Linked DNA regions of Mus musculus: all the other regions are linked to region 3. A link is a contact called in public Hi-C and Micro-C data. All regions are on one chromosome and are shown on one strand. Each heading gives the region's core, a stretch centred on a gene start, on an enhancer-like site or on the middle of the called end of the contact. The rest is flanking DNA. Distances are from core to core; before and after follow the strand shown. Region 1 holds the start of Arsg (arylsulfatase G). Region 2 holds the start of Gna13 (guanine nucleotide binding protein, alpha 13). Region 3 holds the start of Prkca (protein kinase C, alpha). Region 4 holds the start of Amz2 (archaelysin family metallopeptidase 2).

The links. Hi-C and Micro-C count contacts between places; a contact is called where the count stands out from the background.
Region 1: a Micro-C map of embryonic stem cells shows a contact between it and region 3, with 11 times the contacts expected there. The contact joins the promoter of Arsg here to the promoter of Prkca in region 3. A contact is called at or near these places in 5 of 39 promoter capture datasets (the 3T3-L1 cell line, embryonic stem cells, hippocampal neurons and 2 more), 3 of 484 Hi-C or Micro-C datasets (all in embryonic stem cells), 6 of 115 datasets of contacts at active chromatin or transcription factors (astrocytes, embryonic midbrain, embryonic stem cells and 3 more) and 1 of 9 other capture datasets (embryonic stem cells).
Region 2: a Micro-C map of embryonic stem cells shows a contact between it and region 3, with 7 times the contacts expected there. The contact joins the promoter of Gna13 here to the promoter of Prkca in region 3. A contact is called at or near these places in 10 of 39 promoter capture datasets (the 3T3-L1 cell line, cranial neural crest, embryonic stem cells and 5 more), 5 of 484 Hi-C or Micro-C datasets (embryonic stem cells and rod photoreceptor) and 10 of 115 datasets of contacts at active chromatin or transcription factors (the NIH/3T3 cell line, astrocytes, bone marrow-derived dendritic cells and 5 more).
Region 4: a contact with region 3 is called in a Hi-C map of B cells, with 9 read pairs. The contact joins the promoter of Amz2 here to the promoter of Prkca in region 3. A contact is called at or near these places in 5 of 39 promoter capture datasets (embryonic stem cells, hippocampal neurons, liver and 1 more), 2 of 484 Hi-C or Micro-C datasets (B cells and embryonic stem cells), 2 of 115 datasets of contacts at active chromatin or transcription factors (astrocytes and pancreatic cancer cells) and 2 of 9 other capture datasets (adipose tissue and liver).

What each region holds. Positions count from the first base shown.
Region 1 is chr11:109,471,932-109,474,701 of GRCm38.p6, forward strand. It overlaps Arsg (arylsulfatase G), which reads left to right and starts at 1,443. Exons shown (of 14, transcript NM_028710.3): 1 at 1,443-1,490. It overlaps Slc16a6 (solute carrier family 16 (monocarboxylic acid transporters), member 6), which reads right to left and starts at 1,667. Exons shown (of 6, transcript NM_001029842.2): 1 at 1,317-1,667. The coding sequence starts at 1,561.
Region 2 is chr11:109,361,263-109,364,120 of GRCm38.p6, forward strand. It overlaps Gna13 (guanine nucleotide binding protein, alpha 13), which reads left to right and starts at 1,532. Exons shown (of 4, transcript NM_010303.3): 1 at 1,532-1,994. The coding sequence starts at 1,712. Gm11696 (predicted gene 11696) reads right to left here and starts at 2,392. Exons shown (of 2, transcript NR_038097.1): 1 at 1,844-2,392.
Region 3 is chr11:108,342,501-108,345,315 of GRCm38.p6, forward strand. It overlaps Prkca (protein kinase C, alpha), which reads right to left and starts at 1,388. Exons shown (of 17, transcript NM_011101.3): 1 at 995-1,388. The coding sequence starts at 1,167.
Region 4 is chr11:109,424,393-109,427,477 of GRCm38.p6, forward strand. It overlaps Amz2 (archaelysin family metallopeptidase 2), which reads left to right and starts at 1,554. Exons shown (of 9, transcript NM_025275.4): 1 at 1,554-1,638; 2 at 2,094-2,183; 3 at 2,578-2,705. The coding sequence starts at 2,694.

The sequences.
Region 1 (2,770 bases), core at 193-2,692, 1.1 Mb after region 3:
ACAAAACAAAACAAACAAACAAACAAACAAACAAAAAAAACCAGTCAGATCACCAGAGGCTGAAATCTCAATCCTAAGGTAGAAATCCCCTTCCCGTCAAAAGCAGCCAGCACAGTGCCTAGCTGTACAAACCACCAGCTTCCAGGTTAAGGAGTTGTAATGGGTTCCTCAATTCCTACGATCTTCCCCCCTACCCTGTTGTTCGATGACATTTTTACACGCCATCTAACAAACTTCTATCACTTGTCTGCTGCGGTGCAGGGATTGAGAACAACCCAGAAGGAAATTAACCTATTTCCTCTTTAAAATCATTCTCCCCCCACGCCTGGAGCCGTTCAGCTGCACGACACTTTGCTGCCGCTGGTAGCCCGGCGGACCTTGGAAGTTGTGCGGGACCGACCAGCAGGCAGCAAGCGGGTGACAGTGCAGCCCGGCAAGGTGTGGGACCCACGCTCCGAAGGGAAATCTGTCTCTCTCCGGGACCGCCCTGGGGAGGGGGGTAACAGGGATGGAGACCCGAAGTTCCACTTTTCCCTCGTGCTGCCTCAGTGGCCGCCTTGGGTGCGCGCGCGAGCCCGGGGAAGGAAGGTACCTCTCTGACATTTCGCTCTGCTGACGCGCCGGCAACTTCATGAGGAAAATCCAGAGAGGGTCTGAGACGGTCGCCGGACTCGCCTCACAGCCTGGCTCCTTTCACCCCGGGTTGGGGACGATCAAAGGCCAGGGCACCCTTTAAGGTATTTCCTGGAACCCATCTATACTTAGGGTCATGGACATTCAACTCTCAGTTGCCCACAACTGCCCGAGCGCGTCATCCCAGTGGCTCCGAACACTCCCAACTGTCAGAATATTTTTCGGATTAACCTCTTTAAAATGTTAAAAGCTTTCCTCCTCCCCGCCCTTAAAAAAAAAAAAAAGGCCCCAACACATATTAAAAAACAAACAAACAAACACCCATACCCCACAATCAAACTTTTAAGCGTGTAAAATAATAAAACCAACTCACCAAGTTAGAAGGGAAGAGAATAAACCCCAAAAGGCACCCAATAAGGCGGAGGCTGGGCCTCCGGAGCCTTCTTATAAACCGCTCCGTAACATGAGAAAAAGGTTTAACCCCTTAGGGCGTGGGCCAGAGTCTCTATCAAGTTGGCTCCGGGCGGGGAGCCTGGAGTACCCTGGCCCCCAACCCACGCCAGCCTCGGCCACCCGAGCCACACCCTCCCCCCGCCCCCCAACCCTGTCGCCTCCTCCCGGGCCGTGCGTGCCGCCGCCCGCGCCCCGGCCCCGCTTCTCTCTGCCTATCTCTTATCCTATACCGGCTGCAGCCGGTCTCCGCCGGCCTCGGGGGCGCGCCGCCGACCATGTGCTGGGAGCGCCGAGCGCCTGCAAGGAGGGGGCCGGCCTGGTGCGCGCGCGCGGGCCCACGTGGATCGGGGCCGCGCAAGGCACGCGCCCCGCCTGCCGGCTGCCGGGGCTGGGGGTCACGGAAGGTAACCGCGCTGTCATCGCGGGTCGCCCATCCCCGCCGACGCCTCTGGGGTCCTTGGCCCGACGCCCTCATCCCCTCATCCGCGCGTGCCCGTGTGATCCCGGCCCGATCGGACCCCGGCACTTAGCTGCAGTGCGAGCGGGAGCGCGATCGAGCCCGGGGCGACCGAGTGCGCCCCTGCACCCCCTCTCCGAGCGCAGCTCCCGGGTCCGCCCGCGCCCTGAGGATTTGGGGAGCCAGTGAGGAGGCTGGGGAGGGGGGGTTGGGAGGGCAGGGGAGGCGCGCGTTTGGGCTGGTCCCGCGCGTCCCTGGTCCCGGACTGAACAGGTTCCTTCCAGTTTGGGTGTGAGCGGAGCACGCGCGGGATCCCGAGTTCCTCCTCTAGAGACCACTTCCCCCCCAAATTTCGTCAACTCGCGCGCCCCGCCAGTTCCCCTTCCGGGCATGCGGGGGGAAGTGCCGCAATGGGCCCTAAGGAGCCCGCGGCTGGGTTGCTGCCGGTGCACTGTCGTGTTCCCCCGCCTCCCCTCCCCGTGCTGCCTTGTTTGCAGCCGCAGCAGCCACCAGCCGCCAGCATCCGCGCTGCGCGAAAGAGATGGGAGAAGCCTGGCTGAGTCAGCATCTCCGCTTCTCCGTGCGCGCGCACCCGCCTAGGCGGGAGGCGGCGTGAGCACAGGTGCACGGCAGCCTTAACCCCCCCCCCCCCCAGGAGGCTTCTGGGGGGATCGAGACCCCCAAACCTCCAAGCCCCCTGATCCCAAAGGTCACTATGAACTAAATGGATGCTTCCGGAGAAGCCCGAGTTATTCCTGAGGACAGCGCGTGTCTGAGGATTAGGGACTGTTCAGAGCCAGAGGGGGCGCAAAGTTGGTTTCCTGGACTCCATCTCACACCTCTGGAGAAAAACTGGGTACTGCCTCACAGCAAAAGCCCTGTTCCTCTGCATTCCCCCCCCTTCCCCCCTCAGACTTAGGCAACCCACGTCGGTTGATTGTGGCTCAGAGATTGTCTTTCTGATGTTAGAAACTGCAGAGAACCTACTTTGGGAGTGTGCCTGAAGGGTCGCCACCCACCGGGAGGAGCACCGGTTCAAAATTTTAATAAAAACCTTTCCTTGCTCTGTCATTTCCCCCAGGATTTGGGAATGCAGTCACCCAGTGCTGTCAATAGGCTCTGGTGTGGCTAAGTGAGGAGGCAGGTGTATTGGTGCAGAGTGTGTTACTCTGGTCACTGTAGTCCAGCCAGGCTACCACTGAATAATAACTGGCAAATTTGTGGGAA
Region 2 (2,858 bases), core at 282-2,781, 1.0 Mb after region 3:
CTATGACAGACTTTGGTCACAAATCAGTCCTGACTTTAGCAATCCACAGATGCTGGATGCGAGCTCAGCCTACTTTGCACACAGCCTACTCTGTGGGCTCAGGTCCGCTCGCGGTCTCAGTGGATGTAACAGGAGACAATTCTACTACATGTATTGTTTACTGCAGCCAGTGTAGTGAGTGAGTCGTGAGCTACCCAGTCATTGGCCCAAATGGACAGTAACTGATGGACTGACTTATAGTGCTGGTTTTTAAAATTTTAAACTTGTGCATGTCACGGTGTTGACCTCTTTACCCCAACTCCCTAACACACAGGAAGTTCCCAAGTTGCACACGAGTCAGGTCCCAGGAGCAAAACCAGACAGGCATCAACTTTGAAACTGACAAGAATGAAGAAGTTGGCTTCTGAGGTCCTTGCTACAGTCATTCAGCTGTCACTAGTCACGTGTTCCCCAGGAGTCTCTTTTTCAGGTGTTCTGGCCTGATCTGCTGGTATGACAGAAAAAAAAAAGTTTCTTGTCTGTCATATCCTCTGTAATCCGGCAGGAAACCCAAAATGTGCCTGCTGCAGTCCTAGGCTGAGCGCTTATCTGCTTCCTTGGGAAGAACGTGCATCAGAGTGTCCGGTTTAGGGGGATTTTCAACATGACCTCACCCTCTCCACCATTCACTGACCTCAGAAGGCATTACCCAAGTCACAAGTGCAGCTCGGATGGGAATCTAATGAGTGAGCCAGCCGCCAGCGACCTTCCTGGCACATCTCACGAGAACATCAACTCCAACTTCCCCTCAAACCAGGGCAGGTTATCAATAGTGCCCTGAGCTGCTAGGGTGAGGTGTTGATCAATAACGACATCTGACATCTACTTATCCTTCCAGATTCGGGATGGTTAGGATGACAAGGGGGCGGGGAAGGGTCGCTGCTAATTAAACGCACGATCTTGAAGGAAAGCTCTTGCCTGCCGGTAATACCAGAAACGGACAGGGAGGCTGAAGCAAGACGATTGTCACAAATTTAAGCCAACTTGGGCCGCAGGGATCTTGTCTCAAGAGTTAAAACAAAACAAAACAAAACAAGGCAAACTGTAACGAAGGAAGGCTTGCACTGGTCGGGTGCGGGGATGTCCCAGCCAATGGTCTCAAAATAGGTCGCGTGAAGGTGACAGCAAGCGGCGGGCGAGTAACTATGGGAAAGGGCAGTGGGATCTGTAGTGAGAAAGATGCCCCAGCGGAAAGGGGTCAGGATGGGCTTTGCTTACTCGCCTCGGGGCTCCGGGAAGCGGTGGCACTAAAGGGAAACAGAAACTCTGGATCCGCAGGCGCGCGCGCCCAGCCTGGCCCACGTGACCCGGGCTCCGCCGCTCTCCGAGCGCGCTCCCGGCTGCACAGGAGCGCGTGACTCCCGCCGCTGCCGCTCCCTCCTCCGCTCGGCGTGCCTGCGTGCGCGTACCCGAAAGGCAGCGGGCACGCGCACGCCCAGAGGGCCGCCGCCCCTCCCCGGGCCCGCCCTCCCTCCCTCCCTCCCTCCCTCCCACCCTCCCCCGGCCGGCGCGGCCCGCCCTGGCGAGTCAGTCCTCGGGTTCCCTCCCTCCCCGGGCGCGCTCGGGCCGCCGCTGCGCTCCCCGCCCTCCAGCCGCCTTGCCGGAGCCGCCCGCTGCCGGAGGAGGAGGTGGAGGAGCCGCAGGGGCCCGCCGAGGCGGCGGCGGCGGCAAGATGGCGGACTTCCTGCCGTCGCGCTCCGTGCTGTCCGTGTGCTTCCCGGGCTGCGTGCTGACGAACGGCGAGGCCGAGCAGCAGCGCAAGTCCAAGGAGATCGACAAATGCCTGTCGCGGGAGAAGACCTACGTGAAGCGGCTGGTGAAGATCCTGCTGCTGGGCGCGGGCGAGAGCGGCAAGTCCACCTTCCTGAAGCAGATGCGGATCATCCACGGCCAGGACTTCGACCAGCGCGCGCGCGAGGAGTTCCGCCCCACCATCTACAGCAACGTGATCAAAGGTGCGGGGCGCGGCGGGGCTCGGGGACCCCTGGGGAGCCGGGCCGGGCACCGCCCTCATCCGCCGGGTCCCCAGTCGGAGGAGACCGAACGGGATCAGATCGGACGGGCGAGCGGGTGGGCGCGCCTTGGGCACCGTTCTGTGCGCCCTGTTGCCCTGGTCCCTTCGATCCGGGACGCCCCGCTGTCCCCCCCGTGCTACCCCGGTGAGGGTCACGGTCGGCCCAGCACTCCGCGGCTGGCCTCGCCCCCTCCAAGAGGGAAGTGCGGCGAGTAGGGTGACTCGGGGCAGCGGGGCAACTTGTGTCCTCCCTGCACTCCGGGCAAGACCACCCATCAGTAGCCCCAGGTCCTACACTCCCTATCCCTTCCTATCCTTCTTTCCTTTCTGCCCGTCCCTGGTGGGTGACCCTAGTAACCGGGTATGTTACCCTTCCAGCTTTGGGCTTCCTAGGCCACCTCTTGACTTAAGCAAGTTCTGGAACGGTTGTAATGAGGAAACTTTTTTTTTTTTTTTTTTTTTTTTTTTACCCTGAGACTCTTGTCAAGGGCATAGAGTGACAGCCTCTAGAGCCTTTTGGGGCAAGAGTATGAAACTCACGTTTACTGAACTGGCATCAGGAAAGTCTATTAAAAAAAATTAGCGCGAGTGGTTTTATCGGCTCATTGCTACAGGATGTTTGTAATCACAGTTCAACATGTTGCACACTTTTTTTTTTCTTAATAACTCGAGACAGGAGAAAAAAACAGTATCATTTCATATCATTTCTAATGCTTTCATGAATTTATGTTTAAATACATGTGCTGGACTGCATGGTGGGCTTCACAAATCCTGTTGAACAGTATTTTAAATACTGTTCCTTAAG
Region 3 (2,815 bases), core at 138-2,637:
ATGAAAGCTGTAATTCTCTCACAAAAAAAATTTAAAAAGAAAAACATAAATCTGCATAAATCCAATTTTACCTAATTTCACAGGCTCCAGAGAGATAGATCCCTGAACCCTTCTTTTTATCAAGCCCCTCAGTTGCCAACGCTTGGCGTTCAGTGGAAATCACCTGAGCGCGGACACCTTTAGCCATTACAGTATTTTTCTTAAATAAGCCCTCTGTCCTCATCAACTGGGTTACAGGTTTAATCTCCTGTTGACAGGGTCTATTTTAAATGACTCCCTCTGCCCTCTGCCATTTGCCTGCCGGGTTAGCCCTCCTCCCCCACGGCAAGCTTTCAACAGTTTGCTGCCTTCCATCTCTCTCCCTCCCCTCTCTCCCCACTCTGGGCTCGGCCAGAAAAGTCAAAGTCTCCGTGCCCAGTAGAAACAGCCTACAGTAGGCAGGGACCCAAGGTTCCAGCGGAGTCCCAGCCCGACGCGAGGCACAAACACTCCCCGGAACGCGCCCAGCCTGGCTCGCCAGCAACTTGGAGCGGCGCGCCGCGGCTCCCCGCTACTCCCGGGCGTGTTTCTTGCGCGTCCTGGGGCCACTTTGACTCCAGCAATCTCTCTTTCCTGTCCCTTCGCTCCCATCAGGCCCATTGACCGCTCCGCTTGGTGACAGGGAAGACCTGTGCGCCCTAGGAGAGGCGAGGGGACCTTCCCCCTCATCCGAGTCACCCCGTGCAGAGCCAAGCGTCCCTTCAGGGCACCAGGGCATGCGTGGCAGCGCCGGGCCACTTTCCAGGGAGTGTCCCGCGTGGGTGCGCGCCTGTCACTCCTGGCGAGAGTTCGGACTCCGGCCAGGCACTCTAAGTTCTCGGAGGAGTCCTGGCCCTGAGAGTAAGGACGCGCCGGGGCTCAGAGACGTCCCCGAGCTTAAGTCCCGGGGACAAGCAGACCTGAGCCCCGGGGCAAAGGTGGCTCTTGGGTCCCCAGGGCTGCCGCGCGCACCTACCAGATGAAGTCGGTGCAGTGGCTGCAGAAGGTGGGTTGCTTGAAGAAGCGGGCGATGAATTTGTGGTCTTTCACCTCATGCACGTTCTTCTGCCTCAGCGCCCCTTTGCGGGCGAAGCGGTTGGCCACGTCCTGAGACGCCGTGGAGTCGTTGGCCGGGTAAACGTCAGCCATGGTTCCCCCCAACCACCTCTTGCCTCCGCCGGGGAGCAGCAGCCGGGGAGGGCCGGGGTGGGCGGGGGCGGCGGCCGAGGTGGCGGTGCTGATGAGGTGCGGTGGTGGCGGCGGTGGCCCGGGAGAGCCGGGCGGGCGCTGCGCTACTCGGAGCTGGGAGCCGAGCCGCTCTCTCTGGCTCTCTCCGGCTCTCTGGCTCGCTGGCTGGCCCCACGCTCACTGACAGCCCGGCGCCCGGCGCTCGCGCTTCCTACTCGCGGCGGCAAGAGGCGGCCCGGAGCGGCGCCGCCCACTGCGCATGCCCGGAGAGCTAGCGTGTGTATGTGTGCACGCGCGCGCGCGGCCTGGAGTAGGAGCGCGCGGGACGGGGACGCGCGCCGGGCGAGCCTTGGGCCTCTGCGCTCCGCTGCACAGAGCTGGACACGCAGACTGGGGGGCCCCTGTGAGCCCCGCCAACTGCCGAGGGCGGCGGTCGGGGAGAGGCCCTGGAGATGCCCAGCCCAGGAAGAAGCCGGGAGGGGCGGGTCCTTCTCCTCCGCCGCCCGCTTCTTTTTCCTCCCTTTTCCTCTGCTTCCTCCTCCCTCTTTTTTCTCCTCCTCTCCTTCCGCTCGTGGTGCCGGGCCTCCTCCTCTCCCCACCTTCCTCCACCCACTCACGCTTCTCTGCTCATGCTTTCCTCTTTCTGGGATGGAAGTTGTGCCCCGAAGGAACCCGGCACGGAGCGCTCCCCACCCCCACCCCCATGCCACCTTAGCAGGTACAGAGGTAGCTCCTTGTCTAGCTACCTGGACCCACAGGCATTTGGGGGTGGGGGGTTTGCTGGCTTTTTATCAGCCTCTTTCCCGTTTAACCTTTCACCTGACCAAAATGTCATTCTAGTCGTTTATGCCACTAAAATGCCCAAACCCTAACCCTCGCTCAGTTCCGAGTCGGTAAAAGGGAGCGGTTTTGAATAACTGATTGCCGGCTCTCTTACATCCCTTCGATCTTTGACCTGCAGTTCACCTGCTTATTATATAGATTTGTATGACAGTCGTAATAACCCGGTAAGATGCCAAAGGGCTTGCCCTGGTTTGTGATGTTATTCGTTGGCTATCAGAGCTGTGGTGCCCGAAGATGATCGGGCTCTCTTGATTTTACATGTCCAGAACCTTAACTTAGAAATCATTTTGCATCCTAAGCTAATTGCTGAAATACTGGCAGGTGTAGAGTTCAGCCAGAACATTTGTAAATTACCAAGTAAAACTGCTTGTGAAGGGGTAGCTGGAATGGATATGTATGCAAAGGGCGCACTTGGGGCTGGGCTGTCCGAGCGCCTGCTGAATATTTATTAGGTCTGCCTGGAGGATTCTAAACCTGGGACAGAGCAACCCTCTACCAACAAGAAGTTCATTGTCCCAATCGGCCTAGGGTGGTCCCAAACTCGAGGTAATACTCCTGTCACAGCTCCTGAGTGCTGGAATTACAGAGATGAGCCATCGCATCAGCTTCGTTTATTGTAGAATACAAATCCATTAAGACAATGTGCATACTTGAACTTGGACATGGTAACACCAGCCAGTGATCCCAAGAGGATCAGGAATGTAAGATCTCAAGTGCAGACTTTAAAAGAGGGAAATCGCCTGAAATACTAGCTCACAGCATATCC
Region 4 (3,085 bases), core at 304-2,803, 1.1 Mb after region 3:
GGCTATCTAGTAAGTTTCAGGTCAGATGTGGTGCTGGACTGAGTAGGGAAGAATTCACCTAGATGATGTAAACTGCAAAGCCTACTGTGCATCCTCTGGCTACACGGGACCATGAATAATTTCTGATTATTGGCAGGACTATTTGTCTGCAATGATATGGATTAGTTATTCTGAAATTACCCTCAGTGCATATTGTACCACAGAGCAGTTAAATGCAGAAGTAAATTATGAATAGTGGGAGACAGACTTTTCATTAGTATGGAAGGGAGTGCACACAGAAAAATGGAAAGCAGGAACCTTGTGGTGTTAGACTGCAATCAGAGTGATTGGTAGGAATTCCCAGTGTAGGTGTCCTGTGACTACTTAGAAAAAATTGCTTGTTTAGAAGCATGCTCTGGAGTATTTACACTAAAGGGGCATCATGTCTACAGCTGATTAAAAATGTCCCGGGAGAAAAAAATGGTCAGGTTGTTGGGGAGTGACCTCATGGGAGGAGAAAGAGGATCAGAGGGGGTCCTGGGGAAATATAACCGAAGTATGAAAATTTGAAAGAATATACATGTATGTGTCTCTCTCTGTATGTGTGTATACAGTGCTCAGAAGTCAGACACAGGAACATTCTCTGCTACATAGTGAGTTCAAGGCCAGCCTTGACAGGAGACCCTCCCCAAATAAGCCACTTTTGTCAACTTGGTAAGGGCAGTAAGGACAACATATATGAGCCTTGTTATAATAACTGGGCAAGGATAATTAGAGCAGTGTGCACAAGGCAAGAAGAGAGCAAAAAGTTTGGGGGTTGGGTAGGAAGAAGGGTACAGACATGTGGGGTATGCAGTCTTTAACTTCCAAGGATGAGAGGATGTTGATAAAATAGTGGCATCATCCCCTTGTTTGACCTTCCTGGGGCCAGAAGCGCCCAGAGATGCAAAAGGATTGAATAGGTATATGCTGGGGGCGGGGATCAGGAGATCTGGCCCTGGGGTTTCCCCTTCCAGAGTCTCCTGGGGGTCCGAGCTCTAAGCTCTTAGTTCCCCAAGTACCAAAGGCAACCCTATGCCCCACGCCCTAGGATGCAGCCCTGCTTCCTGACAGCGGTGAGGCCGCGACAGTCGGGCAAACCGACTAAGAAGGGAAAGTCCAAGCGGGTGATGTGTCAAGCCGCGGACACGGCTGACTTATTTGGACCCAGTGGTTAAATTACTCAGGCTCAGCCCACGGCAGGTGGTTCCGTGACCCTGCACCGCCCGCGAGGAGCGGGTCGCGGCGCCCCCGTGAGGGCCGACGCGAAACAGCGACGACTGGGGACTGTCCGACACTACATCGCCCCCTTACTACTTTAGTCAACCACACACAGCGTGAGTGTTGTGAAATGGACAGAGGTCACGCCTTCGGGGCGGGGTTACAGCACATGGGCGGGGCCTTTCTGGAGGAGTGGGGCGGGCTCAGTGTTTGGAGGAGGAGCCTTAGGAGGGAAGAGCGCAGATAGGAGGCGGGGCGACGATTGAGGGGCGGGAAGACGGGTCTTGCTAGTGGGCGGTGTGGGCGGGGCATGCGTGAAAGGGTGAGGTGCGTCCGCGCGAGGCGCATGCGTGCTAGGACCACCGTGGCAGCTTGAGGGCGGCCTAGAGGCCTGTCCGGGTGAGGGTGGTATGAGGAACCGTCAGGGCTGGGCAGGGGAGGAGGAGGAAGGTGTTGATCGTTGGGGAGGAGCGGATGTGGTGGGAGGGATGGCTGCGGCGGAAGCAGAGGGGACCTCGGGGGCAGGATGTCTCTTGGGAACAACGCGGGCCTTTCCGGTTGCTCCCTGGGTAGAAGACGCGAACTCTGAGTTCCGGGGAGGCCCCCCACTTTTGACTCAAGCAGAGACTGGGTGGCGTCTGCACCGGCCGTGCAAGTTGCTATGGGCAACCAGCTAGCACGTCTGGCGAGACCCACTTGGCGGGAGATGTTCCGGTTATAGAACCGAAGCATCTTAGGCCCCCGGTCCCTGCAGTGACTGTACGATGGCTCCCTGCACACTTCTTCAGCGACACCATCCACGTTGGACTAGGATGTGGAGGCCTTCTGACTTTCCACTCTGTCTCTTTTATTAGGGTGAAGGCCACACCCCTTTGCCAGACATGCATTGTCCTTAGAAAAACATAAATGGAAAAACAGCAGCTGGAGATTTCTCCTTTATAAAGGTAGGTAGACTGAATGGGGCCATGGTGATTTATTTTTTTTTTCTTTTTAAATTTCATCCTGTAAAAATAAAATCTCAGCCCAGATGTGCAGTACCGAGATGAGCTACACTCAGCGTAGTCTCTAGGATCCTTTCTAGTCAGTGTCACCCTCTTGAGCTCCAGAATTCAGAAGTTCACTGAGCACAGCAGTTAGCTTAAATTTCAAAATCAGTCGTTAATAAACTGAGAAATACAGAGAAACCCTGTCCCACCCCCCAACCCACCCCCAAAACAAAGCAGAACAAAAAACCAGCCAACCAACCAAACAAACAAAAATGGAAAAGGCCCTCAATTAGAAAACACAAACTAAATGGACAGAAACATTCATCTTTTTTTTCTTTTCTCACTCAAAAAGCGTCTGCTTGGTATGAAGGATGAACGTGCCACGTAGGGACTTGATAGGAATGGGGAAAGTCCTGTCACCATGAGTATGGCGTCTCATTGGTCATCTTAGATCTACCCCCGTGTCTTATGGCTGACAAGGTAAGCGTAAGGGGCTGAGATGGATCTTGCCAACCTGCAGTTAAATAACAGAACCATTACTCTTTTCCTTATTGAATATCTTTGAGTGACACTGGAAGGGATGCCGTTGATCCTGTGGACAAAGTGAGTCAGCTCAAAATATTATGATTGTTTTCAAATGACAGAGGACGTTGGGCATCAGTAGGATTTAAGAGTCACCGCTAGCCAGGCAGTGGTGGTGCACACGTTTAATCCCAGCACTTGGGAGGCAGAGGCAGGCGGATTTCTGAGTTCAAGACCAGCCTGGTCTACAGAGTGAGCTCCAGGACAGCCAGGGCTATACAGAGAAACCCTGTCTTGAAAAACCAAAAAAAGGAGCTGTTAGTTACTGTTTTTGAGAC